Regions from separate parts of the Mus musculus genome. Here all the other regions are linked to region 4. The links are chromatin contacts, called in public HiChIP or PLAC-seq maps. All regions are on one chromosome and are shown on one strand. Each heading gives the region's core, a stretch centred on a gene start, on an enhancer-like site or on the middle of the called end of the contact. The rest is flanking DNA. Distances are from core to core; before and after follow the strand shown.

Region 1 (3,102 bases), core at 422-2,921, 160 kb before region 4:
ATCACCAGGTCAGGAAGCATGCGCGCGCGCGCGCGCACACACACACACACACACACACACACACACACACAGCTCCGGAAGGAGGCGGGGGAAGCAGTGGAGCTGGCTCCCACAGACCAGAGTGGGAAGGCGGTGCTATGACAAACAGTAGCTTCGCCAGTAAGTCACTCACAACATACCTCCCAGATATAAGCCAATCCATACTGGATCTGCCATTACCCATAATCCAAGCTGTATGCCTCAAAGGCAAATTCAAAGCCAAGTCTGAGCTAGAAAGCCTGAGTCTCAAAAGCCAGTAGAGGTCTGGGGGTTTAACTCAGCAGGGCTCAATACTGAGTCCCACCCCAACCCCTCACTGAGGGATTCTAGGCTGTACCACTAACTACATCCTGGCTCTCTTATTCATTTTGAGACATCATCTCACCAAGCTGCCCTAGCAGGCTTAGAACATGCCATCCTCCTGCCTCCAAAGGCTGAACAATTGTTTCATGTCACCTCTCCCAGGGCTGCCAGATCCAAGGATTCCTGTACCTCTCCTGGAGGGGTGGCCCCTTAAGCTCCTCCACTCCCACAAACTGCTTCTGTCACCTCAGTCTCCCCTTTTCCCGGACAGGGATGTTCTTGGAGGCACAACGTTCCCATTCCCCTCAGGACAGTCAGACCCAGGTGCAAGCCCCACTCGCTAGAGGGATGCTCTCTGAAGCTGCAGCATCCTGCAGGACAGCTGTCTTCACTCCCACTCCCGCTGTGGTGATGGTGGCACACTAAAACAGTAACCATTCATTTTCCCCAGGGTACCTCACACACTGCCAGCTTCACACCTGGCTCCTCCCCTGGGACCCTGCAGTGACAGTTGCTCTGGGACTGTGGGATATGTCTCACCTCCCCCACCAAACACCAAACTGGGTAAGCAGACTGTCCCATCTAGTATCAATTTGCTTGTTCTATTTAGTATATAAAGCATCACATGGGGCCCGATGTGACAGCGGAATGGATATTTGAGCTTGTTGGCCAAGCTGAACAGCCTGAGTTAGATCTTAGGGAATCCACATAGCGGAAAGAGACAACGCCACAAAGTTGTCCTCAGATCTCCACGTGCGCATCATAGCGCACGCACTAAGAAAAAAAGAAAAGGCTCTAAGGCATTACTTTTCCTCCCATTCCTACTTTTTAAAAAAAATTTGGGGTTTTGAGGCAGGGTTTCTCTTGTGTATCCCTGGTTATCCTGGATCTCACTCTGTAAACTAAACTAGCCTCAAACTCGGAGATCCGCTTGTCTCTGCCTCACGAGTGCGGGGGATAAAAGTGCGCCACTATTCCCGGCTCATTCCTACTTCTTGCTGGACTTTCTGATACCGTCGCCTTGTCTCTCGAACAGCGGAACAGGCACCAACGCCCTGCACCTCCGGCCCCTCCCTCCTGGCTAGCGTGCACGCCGCTGAGCCCACACCCGGACAGTCCAGCGCACCCCAGGTCCTAAGCTCCAGGGGATCTGTCCTTTGCATTGCCAGCCTTGCTCTATCCTTCCCCCAGCTGCAGACATTCTGCGAGCACTCTGCTCGAGGCGTCAGCTGCGCGACCGAGCGCCCCATACTCTTCTTCCTTACTTACCGCCTCAAACAGCTTTTCCCGCCACAAGATACGCCGCCGTGACCCCTGAACCCTCTGCGCGCAGGCCCAGAGCTGCGGCGCGCCCGCTGGGTCCCGCCCCTAGCCCGCTTGGGCGATCAAACCACGTCCCACTCTGGAGGACCCACAACCACGCCTCTCGCAAGTGGCCCCGCCCCATGACGCTAACGGAACAAGGACACGCCCCCAGCATCCTGGCTCTTAGGGGTTTGGCCTGCGGTCCCCGAGCGCCCACTGCAGGAGCGTTAGAAGACTGCCACAGTGGATGCTACCCTGATGCTTTGCTAGAAGCAAGCTTCTTTTCTGTTTTCCTCAGAGTCCCTACACGCCCAGGTTCTTGTATAACTTCTGTTGCCCCACAAATCATTTCCTGACTTATGACACTCATGGCCAGATGCAGTCCTCAGCTTTTGAAAACCTGGCCCTAAGAAGTGTTCTTTTGGGCTGGTGAGATGGCTCAGTGGGTAAGAGCACCCGACTGCTCTTCCAAAGGTCCGGAGTTCAAATCCCAGCAACCACATGGTGGCTCACAACCACCCATAATGAGATCTGATGCCCTCTTCTGGTGTGTCTGAAGACAGCTACAGTGTACTTACATATAATAATAAAATAAATAAAATTAAAAAAAAAAAAAAAAAAAAAAAGAAGTGTTCTTTTGAGACCCTCCTCTTAAAGTTCCTCTCCTTTTCCACTGGCCTCCATCCGCCTTAGTGTCTCAAACTATGCTGTATGAAGATAACCTGTCTTCGGCGGAGCGACCCCTACCCCTGTGGCCTGAACCTAGACCAAGCGCAGTCACCTGGGCAGAGAGATGGCCCACCCTCTCCACACTGGGCTCAGGAATGGCTTGTACTCAAACTTTATTTTTGTTTTTTTATTAAATAAAAGGGGCAGAAGAGAGGGCCTGTGGTCTCCCAACTGTGGGGGGCCACCTGCCCTAACCTCTCTCCACTCAAGGTGCATGGTGTGGTAGGCTGAGGTGTAAGCGTGGGTGGGAGGGCAGCTGGGAACGGTCAGAGGCTAGGACCTGTGACCCTCACCACTCTTGGAAGACTCAATGGGTGGGGTGGGGCCTTCTAGTGCCAACTGCCGCTGAGTTTGAGGCTGAGCCCGAGGGACTGGGCCGTGACAATGTCCTCCCACCCCAGGAGGAGAGGTGAAGAGTCCATCTTCAAGAAGACACCACCAAGGCTGGGGCACTTGTGGCTGCCCCTACTCGTGCACATCCCAGATCTCGGACAGCAAGGGCGGCAGCTTCTTGTCCTGGAGTCGCAATGCAAAGACCTGCTCCGAGTGCACGGAGCTGAGGGTGCGCAGGCTCACCAGCTTCATGAGCATGCGTGGGAAGCGGAGCTGGTCCTGCAGGGAGAGGAGGCAAGTCGGTCCTGCTGGGGCCCTGTCCTGCAAAGCCAGCTTTGTCTGGAAAGCCAGCACCCTGAGTGGTCAGGCCCCAGGCTCAGTGTGCCCAACATG
Region 2 (3,057 bases), core at 522-3,021, 220 kb after region 4:
TACAACCCTTCCTAGCTCCGCCTCTTTTCACCGGGTCTGAAGCATCTCCCAGGTAAGGGAGCACACAGCTTCCCACTGTCCTTTTGCTGACACCTACTGAACTCAACATCCCCCCCCCCCCGCCCCCGAGCAGCTTGGAGGAGTCCTTCTTTAGATGTTAGCCAATGCCAACAGCAGCTACAAGGACCTGGCCTAGGACCTCACCCCACATCAGCCCAGCCACCCCTCATTAAGAAGCCATCAGCAGCCTCTCCTGACAGGAATAAACTGAGAGGTGAGGTCCCTCGTTCAAGGTCACCCAGTGACAGAGTTCTGTAACACAAAGCCAGCTCTGGCTGACCACATCTACTCATGGACCCTCTGAAGGGTCCTGACAGCTCCACACAGAGCATCTACTCCCTGGAGTTGAGAGCTGACCAGCAGCCAGGCCAGGCCATTGTTACAACCCTTCCTAGAAGGGACTATGGTCCTCATATTGCTGTAATAAGCCAAAAAAGGCTTGGATCCAGGCCTGCCTTGTTCCCTTCCTCAGGGTACAAACTTCCCCTCCCCCAGCTTGATAGAGCTCTTCTCACAGAGCATTAAGATACCTTGCTTCCATCATAAACACTCACTCTGTGATACCTTCCCAGAGCCTGCTGGTATCTTAGGTTCCCCAAGACTTTATACTATAGTCCCTTATTTTTTACATGTAGCCTCTTCAATGCTGTCCTTGTTTGGGGGTGGGGGATTAGGGGGACGTTAGCTGTTTCAGACAGGGTCTCTCTGTGTAACCCTGGCTGTCATGGACTCACAGAGATCATCAGCCTACCTGTGTCTCAGAGGTAGTAGGATTAAAGGCCTGCACAAGTACACCTGGTGCCTTCCATGTCTTTTACACAATCTTCCATGTAGAGTCTTTTCATACATCATCCTCTGGTCCTCTGTCCCTTACCTCTTCATCTCTGGTCCTTCTGCTGTCCCCCCAACCTTATCATCTCTAGTTTCTCTGCTATGTCCTCACCTTATCATCTGGGGGCCCTATGGTGTTGTTCCTACCCTATCATCTCTGCTTCCTCTGCAGTTTCCCCACTTCCATCACTGATCCCTCTGCTGTCCCCCACCTTATCTTCTCTATCCTTCTGCTGTCACCCCATTTCTATTTCTGATTCCTCTGGTATCTCCCCACTTCATCATCTCTGGTTACCCTGATCCCCCCCCCCCCCCACACACACACACACACTTTATCATCTCGAGTCCCTCTGCTGTCTTCCCACTTTATTATATCTGGTCTTTCTGCTGTCCCCAATTATATCATCTCTGGTTCCTGGGCAGTTCCCCAACTTCTGGCCCCTGGCCCTAGGTGGTTGCCCGCCTCCCATCTCTTCTGCGTCCCTGATTTCCTCCATCTAGGCTCGAGATGGCACTGAATGACCTACCTAACCCGTTGCCCTATTCCCTCCACCTCCTCCCGCCACGTCCGCCCGCGCCATCCTGGTCCTTCCCGGGAGGACACCCCCGCGCTTCCCTGCTCCCTCCGCCCGGTCGCCGCGTGACCCCCGGGCCCCGGTCATGAGCTCACAGTTCCGGATGTCGGAGATGAACACGGCGAGCCCACGCATGCCATCGCCTTTGGATACAGCCGGCATGATGGCGGAGGGCTCGGCTCCAAGCCTGGCCGAACGGGCGCGGGGCTGGCTGGCGGCACCGGGCGGAAAGGACCCCAGACGGCGCCGAGGAGCCGGCCGGGGGAGGGCGGGCTAGCGGCGGGCTGGCTGCAGGCCGACGCCCCGCCTCAGACCCGCCCCTACGGATTGTCATCCGGGAACGTACGCCACTTGTTAGCTGAGAGCCCTGCCGCTCACAATAGAACGCCCGCCCTCCTCTCTCTCTGATTGGCTAAATAGTAAAGACACCAGGTGATGATTGGTGCAGTACCGGGCTATTTCCGTTCGGAGCAGGGAGGCAGGGGGCGTTGCCCTAGAGACGGGGGAGTTCGATGACACACTCTGGGACCGCCCCCTGAACGGCCGAGACCAACGCTAATTGGATGGACTACCAGCTCCGCGCCAGTAGGGCGGGATGTAAGAGGCCGAAGGAGGCGGAACTTCGGGAAAAGAAGACCAATGGGTGAGGAGATTGCTCTTCGCAAGGCTCTGCCGATTCGCCGGAAGCGTCATACTTCCGCCCTCGAAGGGGCGGTTGTGGGGGGCGGGCAAAAGGGCGACGATCCGTAGAGAAGGAAGGAGAAAGAAGCCCTGTCAGTTAGCTGAACTGCGATAGGTGGAGCGATGCCTGCAATTCCCTGCTGCAGAGAGGGGCTGGGCGAGGCGGTAGACCGTGAGGTGTCCACTACGCAGGCGCCTCCCTCTTCCCAGTCGGTCTCCACTCCCGAGCCCCGGCCTCGGGAGCATTCCCTTCCCTAAAAACAACGCCTGGAAATTTGACTTGTCTGCAAACCTCTTATCCATGAGAGGAGGGACTGCCGGTTAAGGATTGTTACCATAGACACTGAGGTCCAAAGAGATTGAGTGGCTTCCCCAAGACTACAGCTCAAAAATGGAAAACTGGGATTACTATTTTGGTTTTTAAACATTTTTCAATATAGGTTACTCTTTTTTCCTCCCTAAACCCCAGTACCGAAGACAATCTGCCTATAATGGTCATAAGATCAAAATTGCTTCCTCCATCAGTTCTGGAGAACCACTCAAGGAAAAGCCAGTTAAAGCCACAGCTGAGGACTGGGTCAGTTTGTTTTGCTTCCGACTCCCTAGGTTCTATGGTTCACTAGTTGCAGGGAAGTCAAAGCCCCCAGAACACCAATGCCCGGGGTTATTGAGAAATTTGGGGCAAAGGGACTTGGGAGAGTCCATGTCTATTATCCCCATGAACAAAACGGCACCCCTGACAGGCTTTTCTAATTTGACACCCCCAGAATGGGTCTAGAAGGTAGTTATGTCCTGGGACCTAGGAAGAGGCAGCACTGAGTCCTTGTGAATAGAAGGTAGTGTTCTGTGAGTTTGAGGCCAGCCTGATCTATGTAAACAGCTCCAGGATAGCCAGGACTACATGGAGAGT
Region 3 (3,024 bases), core at 458-2,957, 160 kb after region 4:
ACCAGTCGGTCTCCTGGGCCAGTCTCTAACCAGACTAGACACACTCCAGGCCAGAGACCCTTCTGATTGTCACCAACGCATCTCTGCTCTCTGCTAAAGCTCGTGAGTCCTTTATACCCGGTGTGATGACAAACCAGAAAGTTCTCCCGGTGACTTAAGTAGCAGAAGAGCCTAGGTCTTCACTGCTGAGGGGCCTTCCTGATGGTTCTGCAGACCCAAGCCCTCAGGATTACAGCAAATCCGCACACTGGCTGCCTGGGCTGGGTGTGCAGTGAGACACTACAAGTGTCAGCATGTACACCACCACACAGTCGGTGAAAATCAGGCAAACACACTTAGGAACCTAAACAAAATCCAAAACTATTCAAGTGCGGGGTGAGGGATAACCATTAAGAGGCTTGTGTGTTTGCCTGCACCCAAAAACACCTGTATGCCCACAACAGCAGGGAAACAAACTAGGAACATGAAGCCCACTAAGCGCCAAGTTCGTGTTTACGCATGCCTGATTTGCTGTTTGCGCACTGCATGGCCAGAGCCAAGTCACATTTGTAGAAAAGGGACACATATGAGGACCCCAGGAAGGGCTCCCAACACCAAGAGAAAACTTCAAGCCTAGGCTGTACTACAGCGAGGGGTGTGTCTGCGTTCCTCAGGTGATCCAGGCGACAGACCCGCCTCAGCTCCTCGGAGAACAACGTCGTCAGAAGTCTGAAGTGGTCAGTACCACGCCAGGGAATAGCTTACCGCTGGCCAAGCATGCGCAGGTGTGGCCACGAGTCCACCATCACAATGGGGGCAATTTTGTTGCCCCAAGAAAATCTCAATGTTTCTAGAAAGTGCGCGCACGTTTACTGAGTGGACAAAAAGGTGACAACCCCACGAACTTACAGAGCTGAATATTTACCTTAAGCTTTATCTTAAGGCTTAAGGTCTGGGCTAGCTGCGGGGCGGGCGGGTATGCAAATAGAGGGACTGTCCACAATCGCCATCTGGCCCCGGGGGACAACGCCCCCGCGAGCAACAGCTGGGCGCGCGTGTAAGCGCCGGGCTCCTCCACCGGCCGCTTCGCGCATTTCCAGACCCGGAGGCCGAGGACCAACTTTGCAATTGGAAAAACAAGCGTGCACCCCAGGCGCCCCCCGCGCGCGTGTGCAGCCGGCCGCGCAGTCAGCAGTAATTCGAACCCGCCCCGCCTCCGTACCCCGCCCCCCGCCCAGCCCGCCGCGCAACAAAGGGGAGCGCCCAGAGCCGATCAAGGACTGATCCCGGACCCCTGGGTGCGCCCTCCCGCGGGAGGCCCGTGGGCGCTGCGGACAAAGGCGCCCGCCAGGGGAGGGGTGGCGGGGCGGGGCGTGCGTGGAAGGCTCTGGAAACAGGCCGTGGGACTCACCATGGGAGGGGCCGAACGAGCCCGGATCCGCGGTGGCTGCGGGCCTCGAGGACCGCCAGGCCAGGAACGTGAGCGCACGGCGCGGACGACCAGGGGCCGCGGTGGCCGGCCACGACCTCCGAGGGGGCCCCCGGCGCCGGAGCGGTGCGGGGCACGGCGCGGGCGGACCATGGCGGGTGGGAGGCCGTGGGCCTCACGGGGGGCTGCGGGTCCGCCGACCGACAGGCGCGGGCGCGCGGCTTCGGGGAGAAGCGGAGCGGGACCGCGGCGGGGGACGCGCCGCTGAGGGGTCGCCGCGGCCGAACCACTGCAGCGAACAGGGGAGCCCGGCGCCAACCAACGCGAAGCTGGGGGGAGATGCGGGGGGGGTGGGCTGGCGCCTACCAACGTGGAAGAAGAGGGAGAGCCGGGACCAACGCCGGGGAGAGGAGGAGCCGGCGCTAACCAACAGACTATGGAGCTGGGGAGCCAGCGCTGACAAACAGGGATGGAGGACTGTAAGGGGGTGTGGCTGGAGCAAACCAAGAAGGTCAGGGAGGGAGGGTTTCAGACTTGGAAATGACAAGAGAGAAACTGTGCTACAAGAGTTCGAGCTGGTGAGACAATACCAAGTCCTCACTGCTGGAGGGACAGAAGGCGGTAGACAGGATAATGGGTGGCGCGACGGAACCTACCACCAGACTGAGGGGTAGATGTAGGAACCAGGCGTTCTTGCCTCTTGGAGGCGGTGACGTGGCAAGGTGGCTAAAAGACTACAACTTCCAGCGGGTCTCTCGCAGCCTGGGCGTGACCAGCATAGCTGCTGGCCCATTTGTCCAGGGTCTGCCCACTGTTGCTTGGGCCTTCTAGCAGTTGCCTTACCCAGATCACGTTCTTGATCTGAAAGGACTGTGCAGTGGCATTTCTTGCTTCCGTTTGTTTTTAACCTGTGATACTATCCAGCCTTAGATTATCTGCGCTCGATGTAAGTGGCGTTGTGTTTACGCAGTGTTAGCTTATGCACCCAGGCTGACCTCGAACTCCTAAGCCTTCTGTCTTCACCTTTAATTGGGTGTGCACTACTACACGTGGCTGTTAAACTATATATAGGGTGCTGAGGTTTGAATTTATAGCCTCTTGCATGCGAGAAGTTCCCTCCTGCCTTCTTTTAAACTAGAAAACCTATTTGGACTATACTTTGTTCTTCCTTGCTGATTCATACACTACTTTAACCAAATTATATCAGGCCCCTGACAGCACACCCAAGCTATGATGCCTGTCACCTGGAGCAAATGTCCTGGCAGTAGGCTGGCTTTTTAAAAATCTCGTGTTTTATAATTGATTTAAAAAGCTAAACTGGAAGGTGAGCAGCAAGAGAGGTCACCTGGTCCTTGTCTGCCACCAAGCCTGACAACCTGGGTTCAATTTCCCTAAACCCTATGGTGGGAGGAGCAAAGAGACCCTTACAAAGTGCTCCCTGAGCCCCACACAAGTCCTGTGTCACATGTGCACATAATTCAGAGTCTGCTTGCACTTCAAAGTGAGCTCAAAACCTGATTGGGCAACTGACTTAATACGACAGCCTTGTCTCATAATTAATAAACAATAATAATAGAGATTGAGTAGTGACACTAGGCATTAATTAAAAGGTACGG
Region 4 (3,032 bases), core at 146-2,645:
GGTGTGATCTCTTAGTGGCACAGCTTGTCCCAGACCTTTCTCTGCTTAGCCTAACATTGAAGACCTGCTGAGCCATCGCACTGGCTCCTTGAACTTTTAAAATTGGACTTACAATTAGATAATCACCACTATCAGGAGGTTGAGACCGGAGGATTGGGAGTTCAATGTCATCCTTCGATAAATATAAAGTTCAAGGCCAGCCTGGGCTGTGTGACACACTCTTAGAAGAGAAATAGGGAGAGGGAGGGCTGGAGAAAGGAAGAAGAGAAAGAGAAACCGGGTGTGGACCTGGGAGTATTTGGGGCGATGAATAGGATCAAAATGCATTGTATGTGTCTGTGAAATTCTCAAAAATTATTTTTTTAAAAAACTATTCTTCCAGTCATGGTGGCGCACGCCTTTAATCCCAGCACTCGGGAGACAGGCAGATTTCTGAGTTCGAGGCCAGTCTGGTCTACAGAGTGAGTTCCAGGACAGCCAGGGCTATACAGAGAAACCCTGTCTCAAAAAAAAAAAAAAAAAAAAAACCTATTCCAAGACAAGGTCTTATTATGTAGCTCTGGCTGTCCTAGCATTCACTAATATTGAAAGAACCTAGTGGGGAAACCCCCACTCAACTCCCGATTCTGTGTGCACCCAAGAATCACCAACAGAACACAACACCTTGATGTAACAACACGAGGTATTTTAATGGCGGAGCGTCGGGTCGAAACGTATCTCACACAGGAGACAGTGGATTCGACCACGAGGCTTGGAAGCTAGGGGTTTTTATAGAAAAGGAGTGGGGCTGGGGGAGGAATTGGCACGGTTTCACATGATTGGTCCATTTAAACATCAGCAGCCTGTTAACATTTAACTTAGGTCAGAGGGGTGGGAGATAGGGAGGGGACGGGCCTGTCCCGGCATGTCCTGGTCTGTTCTGCTATGTTCTCAGCCCCAGGTTTCAAAGCTCACAAACAACTCTTTGGGCTATTTGACATACATTACATGAATCACAGGTCTCAAGTTTTATTTCCTTTCAATATAGACCAGGCTGGCCTAGAACTAACAGAGATCTGCCTGTCTCTGCCTCCAGAGTGCTGGGATTAAAGACGTACCTGGCTTCGAAAATTAGTAAGATGTTGTAAGAGAGAAAGAGGAAAAAAGAAAGAAACGTGAGGAAGAAGGAAAGCAAGAAAGTCTGTTGAATTAGTAAATTTAGCCTACAGTAAGGCAGGACACTTCAGTCTTTCTCAGCCAGGCTTTAGGGGTTGGAGGAGGGCAGGGTGGGGGTGGAGGGGGTGGGGGTGGGGGATGGGGGTTAGAACAGCACCCAACAGGTGTTCAATAAATATGTTAACTACCTGGATTCCAGAGCTACACTCGGAGTGTTCTGAGGTCGCCCCTGTGAGGTCACAAAGTCCCCACCATGCCTTTGGCCTTGGCCCTGGTGCTTTTGTGTGGCCTGGGCGGCCCCGGGGCATGGGGCTGCCTGCAGTGCGACCAGTCAGTGCTACTGGAGCTCAGGCAGTTGCGTGATGCCATCGTCACCAAGCGCTTCCATCTGGAAGGGCTGCAGGCGCGCGCGCAGGCCCTGCTGTTGAGCATGGAGGGGCCTTTCTTCAGGGACTATGCAATGAACGCTTTCGTGGGGAAAGTGGGTGTGTACTTGGGTGCGTAGGGAAGAGGCCCGGGGAGCTGTGGGCCTTCTGACCTGACAGGGCCTCCCTTCTGGTCTGCAGTCGTGGATCAACTGGAAAAAGTGGCGACATCCTTCAAGAACCAAGCCCAGTATATAAAGGCTAACTCTAAGACAGGTGGGAGACCCTTGAGCCACCCCCTGGCCTTCCTTTCTGCATCCGAGCTTCTCCTCTGGGCGGGCATGTGTCCTTTGCTGTGACAGCTAGGCAGAATTTTGAGAAAGGGTTGAGAGGGAGAAAAGCTGAGGTTCAAAGAAGTCAGGTGACCTGTCCAAAGTCACACAGAGTTGACGATGTATGCGGGACACTCCCATCTCTATAATGCCCATCACTAGGTGTGGCCAGCCACACACTTCTGTCTTCTTGTGTTTCTCAAACACTGTGATTTTTATAAACGGGGTGTTTTTGGCATTGTCTTGCTGAAAGACTACATTTCCCAGCTTTCTTTGCAGACTACAGCAATCATTTCAATGGGATAAGGGGTGACTTCTTCCTCTGGAGGCATTCTGGCCATCTACTTCTTTGCGGTGAATAAGCACGGTCCCATCTAAGGTTGGACCAAGCCTTTCTTTCTGTCTCTCTACAGCTGTCTTTTAAAAAAATATAATAATCTAACATTTGTAATAACCTTCCACCAGTGAGTAAACCCGTGGCCTGTCATCCTAGTAACTCAGGAAGCTGAGGCAAGAGGACCATGACTTTGAATCCCTCTAATTAGTTAGAGTTCAAAGCCAGCCTCAAAGCTCTAGGTGCCAGGATTCACGGGAACCAGCCGTTATTCAAGCACAAACAAGTCTGCACACACATTTTGAGTCTCAAACACTTGGGAGCCTTCCAGAATTCAGACTCTTTCTGGACAGTCAGGTCATTTTTGCAAAGAACCGAAATGAAAACCTCTAAAATCTGGAGCACTTAAAAATTCTTAAAATTTTATGTGTATAAGTGTTTTGGGGTTTTGGGGTTTGTTTTTTTTGTTTGTTTGTTTGTTTCTGCATGTATTATATGCCATTTGTGCATGCAGTACCTGTGGGTGTCAGAAGAGGGCATCAGATTCCCCTGGAACTGGAGTTCCAGGTGTTTGTGAGCCACCGTGTAGGAGCTGGAAACTGAATCTACGTTCTTTACAAGAGCAGCCAGTGCTCTTAAGCACTGAGCCACCTCTGTAGCCCAGTCCGACAATTCTGTAAGTGGCTGGAGGTTTGATGAGGACCTGCACTGAAGAGCATCTCTTCCTTCCTCAGACGTTCCTCTGCTGGAAGAGCTGGTGAGCTTCAGGGAACATGCCATCAAGGAACTAAAGGGAGCATTAAGAGACTATGAAATGAAAGGTGCCGCCCCTTCTCCCCCACCCAG

The links. HiChIP or PLAC-seq counts read pairs in DNA pulled down with a chosen protein or histone mark.
Region 1: an H3K27ac HiChIP or PLAC-seq map of embryonic stem cells shows a contact between it and region 4, with 19 read pairs. The contact joins the promoter of Pold1 here to the promoter of Izumo2 in region 4. A contact is called at or near these places in 14 of 39 promoter capture datasets (the 3T3-L1 cell line, 3T3-L1-derived adipocytes, the HPC-7 cell line and 7 more), 3 of 484 Hi-C or Micro-C datasets (frontal cortex, neural progenitor cells and pancreatic cancer cells), 4 of 115 datasets of contacts at active chromatin or transcription factors (astrocytes, embryonic stem cells and pancreatic cancer cells) and 2 of 9 other capture datasets (adipose tissue and liver).
Region 2: an H3K27ac HiChIP or PLAC-seq map of embryonic stem cells shows a contact between it and region 4, with 3 times the contacts expected there. The contact joins the promoter of Ap2a1 here to the promoter of Izumo2 in region 4. A contact is called at or near these places in 3 of 39 promoter capture datasets (cranial neural crest, embryonic stem cells and hippocampal neurons), 2 of 484 Hi-C or Micro-C datasets (embryonic stem cells and pre-B cells) and 7 of 115 datasets of contacts at active chromatin or transcription factors (bone marrow-derived macrophages and embryonic stem cells).
Region 3: an H3K27ac HiChIP or PLAC-seq map of embryonic stem cells shows a contact between it and region 4, with 5 times the contacts expected there. The contact joins the promoter of Ptov1 here to the promoter of Izumo2 in region 4. A contact is called at or near these places in 2 of 39 promoter capture datasets (hippocampal neurons and stem cell-derived epiblast-like cells), 7 of 484 Hi-C or Micro-C datasets (all in embryonic stem cells), 11 of 115 datasets of contacts at active chromatin or transcription factors (embryonic stem cells, epiblast stem cells, extraembryonic endoderm stem cells and 3 more) and 3 of 9 other capture datasets (adipose tissue, liver and pancreatic islet).

Annotation. Positions count from the first base shown.
Region 1 is chr7:44,547,144-44,550,245 of GRCm38.p6, forward strand. Pold1 (polymerase (DNA directed), delta 1, catalytic subunit) reads right to left here and starts at 1,672. Exons shown (of 27, transcript NM_011131.3): 1 at 1,612-1,672. Nr1h2 (nuclear receptor subfamily 1, group H, member 2) reads right to left here. Exons shown (of 10, transcript NM_001285517.1): 10 at 2,473-2,988. The coding sequence ends at 2,842.
Region 2 is chr7:44,927,719-44,930,775 of GRCm38.p6, forward strand. Ap2a1 (adaptor-related protein complex 2, alpha 1 subunit) reads right to left here and starts at 1,772. Exons shown (of 24, transcript NM_007458.2): 1 at 1,562-1,772. The coding sequence starts at 1,628. It also overlaps a transcript of Tsks not described here.
Region 3 is chr7:44,867,961-44,870,984 of GRCm38.p6, forward strand. Ptov1 (prostate tumor over expressed gene 1) reads right to left here and starts at 1,708. Exons shown (of 12, transcript NM_133949.2): 1 at 1,391-1,708. The coding sequence starts at 1,561.
Region 4 is chr7:44,707,335-44,710,366 of GRCm38.p6, forward strand. It overlaps Izumo2 (IZUMO family member 2), which reads left to right and starts at 1,396. Exons shown (of 7, transcript NM_001368390.1): 1 at 1,396-1,640; 2 at 1,722-1,796; 3 at 2,921-3,007. The coding sequence starts at 1,409.